Regions from separate parts of the Zea mays genome. Here region 1 is linked to region 2. A link is a contact called in public Hi-C data. All regions are on one chromosome and are shown on one strand. The core of a region is the stretch at or near the end of the contact, and the rest is flanking DNA. Distances in the headings are between cores, read along the strand shown. Region 1 has its middle 26 kb from the start of LOC118472930. Region 2 holds the start of LOC100272270.

Region 1 (6,776 bases), core at 1,155-3,654, 210 kb before region 2:
AATAACCCAACCAAAATAGGTAAACAAGAACAAGATAAACAAAAGCTAGTCAATCCTTAGGTATAAACTGTGTAAATGTAGGGAGTGAATTATAAAATGAGTAGGACATAGATGGTTCAAGGGACACTTGCCTTCACCAACCAGCTGATGCTCAGGGTCTTCACCTGCAACTCCTTCGGACTCCACCAAGTTACCAACTGACTGTTATCTATACGAGTTCAAACATACATTCCACAAATCTAATACAAAAGAACATTACACCATGCAATAAAATATTATAAATAAACAGACGCTTTGTACAGGGCTCACACCTACGACTAAGCGAGAAAGAGAGAGTAACGGTCGAGGCTACGGTCAAAGAGCGATCACGTTACACGATTATAAATCAGAGTACTCATCTAAACAGAATAGCATTAATTTGGCCATCACGCTATCCATAGGATAAAGTCATGTTCCGTGTTTAATTCATTATAAACAGACCAAAGAAAATTTAAAAGGATTGTCGTGCGGTGAAACGCGCGACACAACACCTAGACTGAATTGAGAATGAAATGACTCGTCGCGCGACGGAGCGTGCCATGAGGTACTTGAATTATTATGAAAATAACGTCAGGCGTCGCGTGACGAAGCGCACGACGGCACACGTCATCTAAATTGAATTTAAAACGAAACGTCGCGCGACTGGACGCGCGATGCCACACATTTGAATAAACTGAATTAAGATGAATCGTCGCGCGACGAAGCGCGCGACGCAGCTCATTAATAAATGTGAATTTAAAATAAACTGTCACGTGACGAAACGCGCGACGCAGCACGTCAACTAAACCAAATTTAAAATTAATTAAACCAAAATTTAATCGTCGCGCACGCGATGGTCACGCGCGGGAACGCACTGCGCGTGCCGGGGGCACACGAGGGCCGTCGGGGTACGAGAGCCACGCCGGGGGCACGCGCAGGGGCTGCCGGGGAAGGGCGCGGGGAAGGGTGCGGGGGCGCTGCCGGGGAGGGCACGACCGCGAGGGGGGGGGCGAGCCCGCCGGGGGAGGGCATGGCCGCCGGGGAGGGCACAGCCGCGGGGGAAGGGCACGACCGCCGGGGAGGGCGAGCCGCCGAGGGGGCGCAACCACGGGGGAGGGCGAGCCGCCGGGGCACGCGCGCGAGGAAGAAAGGGGGCACATAGGGAGGGAAGAGGATAGGGAGAGAGAGAGGGAGGGAGGGAGAGCTCACCTCGGGGAACCAAATCCGGTGATAACCGTCACCAAATCACCAAGGGCACAATGAGGAAGAGAGAGAAGTGGAAGATAGGGAGTTGCTGTGCGGGAAAATTGAATGAGAGAAAGGGATAGAGAGGCTGGCATGCATGGGGAGAGGCAGGGGCACGCGGCCAGGGTCAGGCCAGGCTAGGTCAGGCTGGGTCGCGTCGTGGGTCAAAATCCCACGACACGCACAACCACTGATCGGAATCCAATCGCGAATCGAAATCCGAAACGAGACAAGGCGAACACGCGATTAAACACAACATCAGACAAAAGAAATATGCTTCGGCATGATGCAACACCCATGACAACTTAGGTTTTTGTTTACACGCAATACGGACACCAGTCGCTATACTGCTTTGAAACTGGGAAGGAGTGAAACGGGAAGAGAAAAGAGAGTAACGCCTGAATTTGGTGAGTATTAAAGAAGAAAAAATTATATCCCCAAATTCAGGGCGTTACAGCTGGAGCACTTGGAGTAGAGACGTCGGCAGAAACCAGAGAGGACAAAGGAGATAATTAGGGTTTACTGGCGGCTGGGAGGGTTTCTGGCGGCTAGGAGGATTTCTGGCGGGTTTGTGGTGGCTGGGAGGGTTTCTGGCGCCTGATTTAGTGTTGGAGGGGCGGGCTACAGTAGATGGGCCAAAAACTAGAGTGAAGCCAGTACCAAAATTGCGAGGACAAAGACGACCAGCAAGCGTTCGACTGGACGACTAATTGCCTAGGTCAACGATTAGTCGGACGACTATGACGACTTGAAATCCTAATCGTGTCATCCACCTAATCGCCCACTTCCAGGCGACCAGCCCGACTAATCGCTATTAATCGCGATTAGTCGGACGACTTGTAAACACTGCTCTAGACTATGGAGACTATTTTAACAAAGCCCAGGGGCTCTGCGCAAAATTCCGGGACCATACGGTAATGGTTTTAACCTTGTAATGGACGACGGGTTATTTCTGCATAACTACATGGGTTCTTATGTAAAGGATTCGAGTGAAGGGGTTTGCTTTTATCTTGGTGGCTAGATCTCAAAGCGACGGTCATGATTAGAAGGTACTACCACCAAACAGAGGCCACCGGATTGATATATAACGGTTTGGATTTTATGTCGCGAAGGGGTAAGCGTTCGTGTAATCCAAGCCGTCCACAGACGATCGGATGGCCAGGAGGCTTCCTTCATCCTCTAGACACGGACAACGGCGGAGGAACTCCAACCGTGGCGGCGCCATGGTTGAACTATGCCACTCATCGATTCCCAGACCCAAGCTCCGATCTGAGGTATGCTATACGCAGACGTTTCCAAGGTGAACTAGATGAGGGCTACCTTACCGGTTATAGAAGCGATATCGATGCCGACCACGATGTGAGGTGGAACCCTGGCGGTACTTTCTTGTCGGCGCCGAATTCACATTGGTTCGCATGATCCCGAGTCCAAAGCTTCCACCGTACGTCTACCCTACGCCCTCCTCTTCCCTCTGGATCGGTCGCCGAGGCCGAACCGGCGCCCGCCCATGGAGATTAAGTCTGGCGGCATAATCCCACTCTCCCCTATCCTGCCCCCGCGACGGCGATGGCCACATGGCTATGAACAAACCGATGACAAAGAAAGGTCTGGTCCAGAATATATATACCCGTGATGGAAGGAGATTGGGCCCAATCTATTGGACCATGGCGCAACCCGACCGGAGATCCCGTGACACACAACCGAACTCAGATACGGTGATTTCGTTGACTCGTTACAAATCAAACCTGGGGAACAAGTCCAGCTGAGGCGGCCTCATGGGCAGGGATGCAGAGCCCCTTGACGCGAGCGGGTTCAAATGGCTGATGCCCGATTCGTAAACTCCATGCGTTGGCCTTGACCGACCAGAACTAGAAGATGAGTCTGACAGGGGGGCTACCAGTCAGCGAGAGCTTGTTGGGGGAGAATTGGAGTGAGGCTGGCAGCCCGGGCCCATGCGCAAAGACTGTCTCGGCGACCCACCTGCCAGGGACCCTAGAAGTGCGCGCGAAGCCACTGTAGGGACCGAGGAGTGGGCCCCACTGGTCATTGGCTAGGGCGCAGTGGGCTGCCGAGGAGGAGAGAAGTGGGAAGGGAGTTGGGCCGGCTGGAGATTGGGCCCAACACAGGTTTTTTTTCTTTTTCTCTTTTTTTCTGTTTTCTATTTTCCAAATCCATTTCAAGTTTATTTGAATTTTTCTAACTAATTTAAAATGCACAACACACAATCCAACATGAATGCAAAATTTAAGTTTTTATTCTTTATTATTTATTTCCTTACTTACATAAACAAATGCTCATAATTATGAAGAGTAAGAAAATGATTCACACCTTCAAATAGTTAAAAATTCAATTACATCATATTTAAAATCTAATGTTTGCTATTCATGTGAAACATAACTTTAATTATTATTTTTTTATCTTTATTGAATATAAAATTCAACCAAAGGGGACTTTTTATAAGGGAATCTTGTTTCCAATCTATTGTTAGATAATATGATTGTTTGAAACACAGGAGAATTCCCCAAATTCTTAAAGTTAGTATTTTAGGTGTTACACGTGTTCAGCTGGGGTAAATGAAGAGGAAGGCTATCACCCAGGGGCAGGGGAGCAGTAGCGTCCGTCCTCGCTATGTTCCACCCCAGGGTACACTGGCTTGTACTGGACGAGGACAACACCCAGCTCAGTTTGCACCACAGGGGACTCCACAGACTCCGCATACTTGTCAGGCTACCCCCACTAGCACCCGACAAGACCTGCAAGGCAGAGTGCAGGCACCACATGCTTCAAGTGTGGTCAGGTTGGGCACTATGCTAATGTTTGTCCGCAGAGGATTTCCAGCACACCAGTCCAAAGCAAGCAACCAACTCCTGGATCTGGCAATGGATTCAGCATTGCCGGGGTCAATCAAGTCAGTGCTGATGCTACCGCTGACGGAGCTGATATCGCTATTGGTATGTTTTAAATTAATTCAATTCATGCAGCCATATTATTTGATTCTGGTGCTATGCATTCATTTATTTTTGCTCGATATGCCAACACAAATGAGTTACCACTACAAAATATGCAAAAGCCACTGATAGTAGTTACCCCTAAAGGGCCTATTGAAGCAAATTATATGACCAACAGATTAACCTTCACAATTATGGGAAAGGAATTCTGGGCTACCCCTATAGTATTAGAGGAAACCAACATAGATCTGATACTTGGTATGTCGTGGTTAAGGAAGGCCAAGGCAGTTATACATTGTGCGAGGGGAACTGTAGAACTCACCAGCTCTAAAGGATAAAAATTCGATGTCGAGATTACCATAACAGCCTCTACCAGACCCGACGTATTTCTAGCAGATGGGAAATTTGTGGGCAGTAACATCCGTGTGGTTAGAGATTTCCCTGAAGTATTTCCAGAGGAGTTACCCGGGATGCCACCAGATAGGGAAGTTGAGTTTGTCATTGATATCTTATCTGGAACTGCTCCTATTTCAAAACGGCCATACAGGATGTTAGTAGAAGAACTAAAAGAACTTAAGAAACAGTTAACAGAGTTATAGGAGGCTGGGTACATTCGTCCGAGTTCCTCACCTTGGGGGACGCCGGTTCTGTTTGTACAGAAGAAGGATAGATCATAAAGGATGTGTGTGGATTATAGCTCGCTTAATGATGTTACAATTAAGAACAAATATCTTTTACCTCATATTGAAGATTTATTTCATCAGATGAGAGGTGCTAGGGTGTTCTTTAAAATTGATCTCAGATCGGGATACCATCAAATGAAGATTAGGCCATCAGATATTCCCAAAACGGCTTTCTCAACCCGATATGGTCTATATGAGTTCACAATCATGTCATTTAGCTTAACTAATGCACCAGCCTACTTCATGAATCTGATGAACAAGGTGTTCACGGAGTATCTTGATAGATTCGTCGTGGTATTCATCGACAACATTCTTATTTATTCCAAGAATGATAGTGATCATGAGGAACATCTGCGGATGGTGCTACAGAAGCTATGGGATAATCTGCTATATGCCAAGTATAGCATGTGTCAATTCTGGATTGATGAAGTGCCATTCCTTGGACACATCATCTCTGATGGTGGAATACCAGTGGACCCTACTAAAGTGAGGGAGATAGTGGCATGGAAGATACCAAGCACGGTTACTGAAATCCGGAGTTTCATGTGGCTTGCAGGCTATTACTGGCAATTTATTAAAGGGTTCTCCAAGATCGCTAAGCCTATGACCTCACTGTTAGAGAAGGGAAAGGAGTTTAATTGGTCTTGGGAACGCCAAGATAGTTTCAATCAGCTAAAGTTAAGATTAATGTCACCCCCAGTGTTGATTATGCCAGATCCACATAAGGGATATGATATATATTGTGATGCGTGCCGCCAGGGCTTGGGATGCGTTCTTATGCAAGAAGGACATGTTATTGCCTACGCGTCTCGTCAGTTGCGGAAACATGAGTTGAACTACCCCACTCATGACTTAGAACTAGAAGCCGTAGTGCATGCGCTCAAGATTTGGAGGCATTATATAATGGGAACTAAGTGCCAAGTCTACACTGATCATAAGAGCTTAAAGTACATCTTCACTCAGAAGGATCTCAACCTTAGGCAACGCCATTAGTTGGAGCTCATTAAAGACTATGACTTGGAGATTCTCTATCATCCGGGCAAGCCAAATCTGGTTGCGGATGCCTTGAGTCGGAAGGAGCATGTCCATGAAGCTATCGTCGGCCAGTTACCCGATGAGTTAGTGGAAGATTTTAGAAGACTCAACCTAGGAATAGTTGCACACACTGAAGGAATCACTATTGAAGTAGAACCTACCTTGGAGCAAGAAATACGCAAGGGTCAGATCGGTGATACTAAAATCTAAGAAATCAAAGATCTGATGGCTGAAGGTAGAGGTCCAGACTTCACAGAGGATGAGTAAGGCACCATATGGTTCAAGAACCGGATATGTGTCCTTGAGATAGATAGCCTCCACGAGACGATACTGAAGGATGCCCATGACTCTAATTACTCTATTCATCCTAGTAGCACTAAGATGTATCAGGATCTGAAGCAAAAGTACTGGTGGTTTGGGCTGAAAAGAGATGTAGCCACACACGTGGCTGTGTGTGATGTATGTCAAAGAGTCAAAGCTGAACATCAAAGACCAGCTGAACTACTGCACCCATTATAAGTACCTGAATGGAAGTGGGAATAAATTGGTATGGATTTGATTAACGGGTTGCCTCGCACTCCGAAGGGTTATGATTCCATATGGGTGATCATGGATAGACTAACCAAAATGGCTCACTTCATTCCGGTCAAGACCACTTATAAAGGTTCTCAGTTGGTAGACTTGTAAATGGCTCGAATTGTGTGCTTGCACGGTGTACCAAAGAAGATTGTCTCAGATCAAGGATCACAATTCACCTCAAGTTTTTGGAACAGCCTTCATGAGAACATGGATACGAAGTTGAACTTCAGTTCAGCCTATCATTCTCAAACTGATGGTCAAACTGAGA
Region 2 (7,067 bases), core at 4,443-6,942:
AAAAGAATAGAAAAAATTACATCAAATTAAACATAATATCGCCGAAGCTCATCCGCATTCCATGACCTAGGGATGTCGTTGCCGTCCATATCCTTCAATCTATAGGAACCGGGTCTTGACGAAGATACTACCAAAAAAGGTCTTTCCCATTTCAGCTGTAATTTGCCCACTGTCTCAGGGTTAGCTACTCTTCGAAGCACCAGATGTCCTGGTTCAATGTTCTTCAGCTTATCCTTTCTGTCACGCCATTTTATTGTTTCGGCTTGATATTTATTGATGTTTTCCACAGCCTGAAGACTGATCCCTTCTATAGCATCTTTTTCCACAGAGCAATCAGCTTCGTCTTCACCTTCTGCCGAAGCTACCGTTCTTATTGATCCTGCTTTGGCCTCTTCCGGGGTTATTGCTTCATCCCCAAACAATAGTTTGAAAGGCGTAAAGCCTGTTGATCTTGACATGGTTGTGCTATGGCTCCACACCACTTTGATTAACTCGTCTGGCCACTTTCCCCTGGGTTGATTGAAGATTGACTTCATTATTCCTGTCATTATGATCCCGTTAGCTCGTTCGACAAGTCCGTTTGACTCCGGATGTCGAACTGATGCAAAATGGATCTTTGTGCCAATTTGATCACAAAATTCTCTGAAAGCTTCAGAATCAAATTGTGTCCCATTATCCACAGTAATGGCCTTCGGCACTCCGGAGCGACAAACAATATTTTGCCAGAAAAACTTTTGAATAGTAACCGAAGTTATTGTGGCTAGAGGCTTTGCCTCAATCCACTTGGAAAAATATTCCACTGCCACTACAACATATCTTAAGTTTCCCTGTGCTGGTGGTAATGGACCTAGTAAATCAAGGCCCCACCTTTGCAACGACCAAGTGGGTTGTATTAATTGAGTTAAAGACGAAGGTTGTTTTTGATCTCTTGCACATTTCTGACAACCTTCGCACTTTTGGACTAAATCCGCTGCATCCGAAGCTGCCTTTGGCTAATAAAATCCTTGACGAAAAACTTTCCCAAGCAAAGGCCTAGATCCAATGTGAGATCCACACAGGCCTGCGTGTATTTCCTTCATTAATTCTATACCTTCGGATCTGGATAAATACTTGAGCAGCGGGGAACAGACCCCATGCTTGTACAACTCCCCTTCAATTATGACATATGGTCGAGCTCTTGCTTCTATTCTTTTGTTGTAAGCTTCGTCGTCTGAAAGAAAATTACCCTGAAGGAAAGAGATGATTTCAGTTCTCCAATCTTCACTATAGAAAGGGGATATATTGAGGACCGCTCTTTCAAGAAGCTCGACCGAAGGTGCTTTTATTGTTTCCAAAAATACTTCCGAAGGTAAAGGCAGCCCCTGTGCTGCTGACTTGGCCAATAGATCAGCATATTCATTTTCTCCACGAGGAATATTTTTAACAGAAAATCCTTCAAAGGAAGCCTCAATCCTTCGGACTGTATCTAGATATTTTTCAAGCTTCGGATCTCTTGCTTTATAGCTCTTGTCAACATGACCAGAAATAACTTGGGAATCAGTTTTAAGAATGGCCCTTCTGATCCCCATTGCCTTTAACTTCCGAAGACCCAAGAGCAGAGCTTCGTATTCAGCAATATTGTTTGTACAACTGAAATCAAGTCTTGCCGCATAACAAGTTTTAACTTTGGAAGGTGAAACCAACACAGTAGCTGCTCCTGCTCCGAAGGTTCCCTAAGACCCATCGCAAAACATTGTCCATGCTTCGGCATCTTTATTCGTTTCTTCCTCCTGAGCCCCTGGCGTCCAGTCAGCAATGAAGTCTGCCAACGCTTGGGACTGAATCGAAGATCTATGGACATAATCAATACAAAATTCATTGAGCTCTGCAGCCCATTTTCCAATCCTTCCAGTAGCTTCTCGGTTTCTCATAATATCCTTCAAAGGTTGTGAAGAAGGAACAATTATGTTGTAAGCTTGAAAATAATGCCGAAGCTTCCTAGAGGCCATCAAAACAGCATACAGTACTTTCTCCAATTCTGTATAATTTTTCTTTGATAAACTAAGAACTTCGGATACAAAATATATTGGGGTCTGCTTCTTGACTTGGCCTTCAAGCTTCTCCTGGACAAGTGCTGCACTTACCGCTGAGTGCGAAGCTGCCACATATAATAACAAAGGAGCCCCTGGCGTTGGTGGAGTTAGTGTTGTTAAATCTATCAAATATTGCTTCAGTTCTTCGAAGGCTCTCTGCTGGACTGGTCCCCATTGAAAAACTTCGGCTGACTTTAGCACTTCGAAAAATGGTAAATTTCTCTCTGCTGATCTAGATATGAATCTGTTGAGAGATGCCAGCCTTCCTGTCAATCTTTGAGCCCCCTTCTTTGTACTTGGTGGTTCCATTCGAATTATAGCTTCGATTTTGCTTGGATTAGCCTCAATTCCCTTTGTTGAAACTAGGCAACCAAGAAATTTCCCCTCCTTCACTCCAAAGACACATTTTTCTGGATTCAGCTTTAAACCAGCCTGTCTAAAATTAGCGAAGGTCTCCTGCAGATCAGCAATGTGATTATCTTGCTTCGTGCTTTTTACAATGATATCATCAACATAAGTTAGCACATTCTTGCCTATCTGAGAATGGAGGACCTTCGCTGTCATTCTGCTGAAACTTCCTCCGGCATTCTTAAGCCACTCAGGCATCCGAAGGTAACAATATGTTCCACTGGGGGTTATGAAGCTGGTTTTCGGTTCATCCTCCTTCTTCATCCAGATTTGGTGATAGCCTGAATAACAATCCAGCAGACTCATGAGCTCTGATGAAGCTGCTGCATCGACTAAGGAATCTATCCTTGGCAATGGAAACTCGTCCTTCGGACAGGCCTTATTGAGATCAGTAAAATCGATACACATTCTCCATTTACCATTGGCCTTCTTTACCATAACAGTGTTAGCCAACCATTCTGGATATTTTACCTTTCTGATAACTCCGGCACTGAGGAGTCTTTTCACTTCGTTCCGAGCACCTTCGGCCTTGTCATCAGACATCTTCCGAAGCCTTTGCTTTCTTGGTCTGAAGGATGGATCAACATTGAGCGAGTGCTCAATAACATCCCTATTAACTCCGCAAAGATCATTAGCTGACCAAGCAAAAACATCTTTGTTGTTGAACAAAAACCTTATCAAGGTTTTCTCCTGTTCTTCGGACAGTTGAGATCCCAATAGCACCTTCTGCTCTGCTATGTCCTCACATAAGAGCATGGGCTTCGGCTGATCAGCCGAAGCAGCTTTTTCCCTTCTGAACTTGTATTGTTCACAAGCTTCAGCTCCATCTATATTATGGATTGCTTTTGAGTCTGTCCAATTTCCTTCGGCCCTTCTGGCAGCTTCCTGACTTCCATGAATAGCAATGGGCCCTTGGTCCGAAGGTATCTTCATGCAAAGATAAGCTGGATGAAGAATTGCTTCGAAGGCATTGAGAGTGCCTCGACCAATGATTGCATTGTAAGGGTATTCCATGTCAACAATATCAAACACAACTTGTTCAGTCCTTGTGTTGTTGATAAATCCGAAGGTCACTGGCATTGTGATTTTGCCGAGTGCTACAATCTGCCTTCCTCTGAAGCCACAAAGGGGATGCGTGGCATCATGAATTTTGTCTTCGGGCTCTTGCATTTGTCTGAAGGCCTTAGCAAATATAATATCAGCTGCGCTGCCTGTATCAACCAAAACATTATGGACCAGGAATCCTTTGATCACACAAGAGATAACCACAGCATCGTTGTGTGGGTAATCCTTGAGTTGAAGATCCTTTTGGGAGAGGGTAATTGGAATGTGAGACCATCTTGACTTGATGAAGGGTCCCTGCACCCCGACATGATGTACCCTTCTCTCTGCCTCCTTCTTCTGTTTCTTGTTGGCTGGCTCTGAGCATGAACCGCCTGTTATCGGGAGTACCAGCTTCGGAGCCGAAGCAGCTCCAACTTGAATGTTGAACGAAGCCATCAGCTCAAAAAAGTGGAAGTGACTTCACCGGAGGTGGGCACCAATGTTGGGGACTTGTTCTCAGATGCTATGAATTAAGAACAAGGCAACATAAAATGTTAAATATCAATGCCCTTCGTCCGCCAAACATTATCTCCACAAGGATTTAATGAACTTCGGACGAAGGTCACGAACATAATATTACGAATGTTTTACCTTCGTAATTAAACATATAAAGATAATACAAAGTAAAGTTAAAACACGAAACATTAAAGGTAAATATCTTGAAAACAAATGACCTCATTCACATATCTTATTATATGAATTTAAGATATTTGAATACAACGTTTAAATACATTTATACCTTTGCCTTGACAAACAATAATTCCCGAGTGATGCGTTAGCAATTACAGGAATGTGTGAATAGTAAAGGAATACTGTTCACTATTTATAGGCACAGGACACAGCTCATGAGGAATTACAATTATGCCCCTCATAAAAGTTTACAACAATGACTCAGACCTTTGAAGGCTAAAAGGTCATTTTATCTTTAAGTCGGTTCGACCCTTCGTCTTCGGATATGCTGTAGTTCCGAAGCTTTGTGAACGGTGTCTTCGGCATCATGTTCAAGCAGCTTCAGGTGAAGCTGTTTCTTTTTGCAGGACCTTCGGCGACGAAGCATGGTCCCAACAGATGGACCTACATAGGTCCGATGGACAACAGATCGGACTATGCATAGGTTGGGCTAAATTGTTAGACCACACTTGGAGGACAGCGTTGTCACTATCCTCGCAAGCCGCTCGGGACTATCGGCTGATTACTCTGGTGGCGGCAAGGTGGAGAGGAGAGGAGAGGAGCAAGAGGCGGCGGCTAGGTATTGGTGCTGCCCAAGCCACCACATTGAAGACGATGTGGATTAAATTTGTTGTTTCTCATTCGACATATGAAATACATTTATGCAAGTTACATGATAGACACGTTGAAATCGTGTACAACGTCCAATTTAAACGGAGCATAAACCATTGTACAAGTTTGAAATGGGTTCGAACAAGTATCTTATTTAAAAAGATCAACCTATATAATATATATAAAAATAGCAGCAATCGCACAACACCTAACTAGTAAATATATTATGGCCTCGTTTGGTTAGAGTAACTAAAGGTTAGTCCTTGGTTTTTAATCGTATTTAGTCTCTTTTTACCAAACGGGAAAGATGTGTTAAAAGGGACTAAAGAGCAATTTTTCCACTTGTTATCCTCACTTTTTCCACGGTCTACAACAAACAAGGCAAAAGTTATTTTAGTCTTATTATATTGCATATAATATGCTGAGAATCTATTTAGTCTCTGTAACTAAATATGATCGGGACTAAAATTTAGTCTCTGTACTAAACTTTAGTTCTAGTACTAATACGGTACCTATGTCATGCAATTTAGCAGTTGTCCCTGTTCTGCCGCTGTTCCTGCCGCTGAATATGACCGCCTGACCTGTTGCCACGAGAGGTTTGACCGCTGGACCTGACCCGTGTGCCGTGTGCGCTGCTACTGCTGGACGAGTAAAAGAAGACGACCCATGAGAAACTCGCACCACGCGATCAGATTCGAGCCAACCGCATCAGGTCCGACCCGAGCCCGGACCGCGTCGTTGTGGACGCAGGGCCCACGGCCAGCTAGCGATACTTGCCGGGCCCCACGCGTTCTCTCCACTTCCTCCTGACCTTTTTGAGTCTCTTCTTCCACCCGGCGGCAGCGGGCAGCGCAGGCGAGCAGACCAAGTCGCCTGCAGAGTGCAGACTGCAGATACAGTCCGTGCTCTGACGGAGCAACAGGAGAAGCAGAGCGAGCCGAGGCGGAGTCGACAGGCGAGTGGTTCCACCGACCGTCTCCCCTGCCGCAAGCGAACGGGTGAGCGGGGCGCCGTGGATCTGATGTCCCTTTGAGATTCTACTCTGCTTCTGTTCTCCCTACAGCTTGGTGCCTTATCATGGAGGAAGCGGGGAGGGGCTGCGGCTTGCTCAAGGTGGTTGTGACGCACGGCCGGAACCTAGCCGTCCGGGATTTCACGTCCAGCGACCCCTACGTCATCGTCCACGTTGCCGACAAGGTGAGTTCAATTAAAAGAAGAGCGAAATGAAGGATTTATGCTGCCTGCGCCTGAATCGCTAGCAAAGAAACTAGTATCAATTATGCTGACACAGCAATAATGTTAATGTCTGTCTTGGGGTGCTGATTTTGGAAAGTCAGCTTGATCTACTGGTCCAGGTGGTTATTCATACTTAAATAAATTGTACCAAATTAAGTGTCTTAATTGTCATTTCTTCTAGGAGTAGTATAATATATAACACCTGTCTGTCTCTTCCTTCGCTCCTTTCTTTTCTTGTACCATGCAGACCACAAAAACAAAAGTTATCAACAGTTGCCTCAATCCAGTTTGGAATGAAGAGATGACATTCTCCATGAAAGAACCAGTAGGAATAATCAAATTTGTAAGTTTCTATGCCGACGAATTCTACTCTCGTCAAAAAAGCAGGATTCAGGACCTGTTTGGATCAGTACACTAACTGTCCATGAATATGGATCAATACACTAGCATTGACAATCTGAAATCTGTGGTGAATTTTCTTGTTCCTTTTTCTCAGTTTTCGGTCTCTCTGAATTCAATACATTAACTGTCCATGGACTGAAATCTAGATCTCTAAACTTGCCAAATTAATACACTGCCTATGTTATGTGTTTGCTTACGTGACCAACATGGACACCGATCAGTGGGCTCAATATTGTGATAGCAATTGTTCTCACAGCGATCGAAGGAAATGTTTGCAGTTAAAGTGAAAAAATAATAGTATGACACTTCTATTACTTAACAATATTAAGCCCACGGATCTGTTTCCTGAACAGAACGACCATCACCTTTGGCAGGAGGTGTTCGACTGGGACCGGTTCAAGTACGACGACAAGATGGGCCAGGCTTTCCTGGACCTGCAGCCTGTGGCGGCGGCAACCAAGCTGCGGAGGGCGCTGCGGCTCACAGCTGGCGAGACCAACCTGCGGAAAGTGAACCCGGACGCCGACAACTGTCTGCTCTCAGATAGCTTCGTGACGTACGCCA

The links. A called contact is a pair of places that touch in the nucleus more often than the background predicts.
Region 1: a contact with region 2 is called in a Hi-C map of ear, with 2.4 times the contacts expected there. The contact joins the enhancer-like site here to the promoter of LOC100272270 in region 2. A contact is called at or near these places in 2 of 25 Hi-C or Micro-C datasets (ear and endosperm).

Annotation. Positions count from the first base shown.
Region 1 is chr7:69,685,584-69,692,359 of Zm-B73-REFERENCE-NAM-5.0, reverse strand. No RefSeq gene overlaps it. Among protein-coding and RNA genes, the nearest start is that of LOC118472930, 26 kb to the left of the region's middle. Within about 2 kb of position 2,404, at least 19 of the 20 cell types and tissues checked have an H3K27ac peak or open chromatin away from gene starts, as enhancers often do. A contact at or near this core is called in ear, where this site is marked.
Region 2 is chr7:69,476,256-69,483,322 of Zm-B73-REFERENCE-NAM-5.0, reverse strand. LOC100272270 reads left to right here and starts at 5,692. Exons shown (of 2, transcript NM_001146758.1): 1 at 5,692-6,062; 2 at 6,878-7,067. The coding sequence starts at 5,943.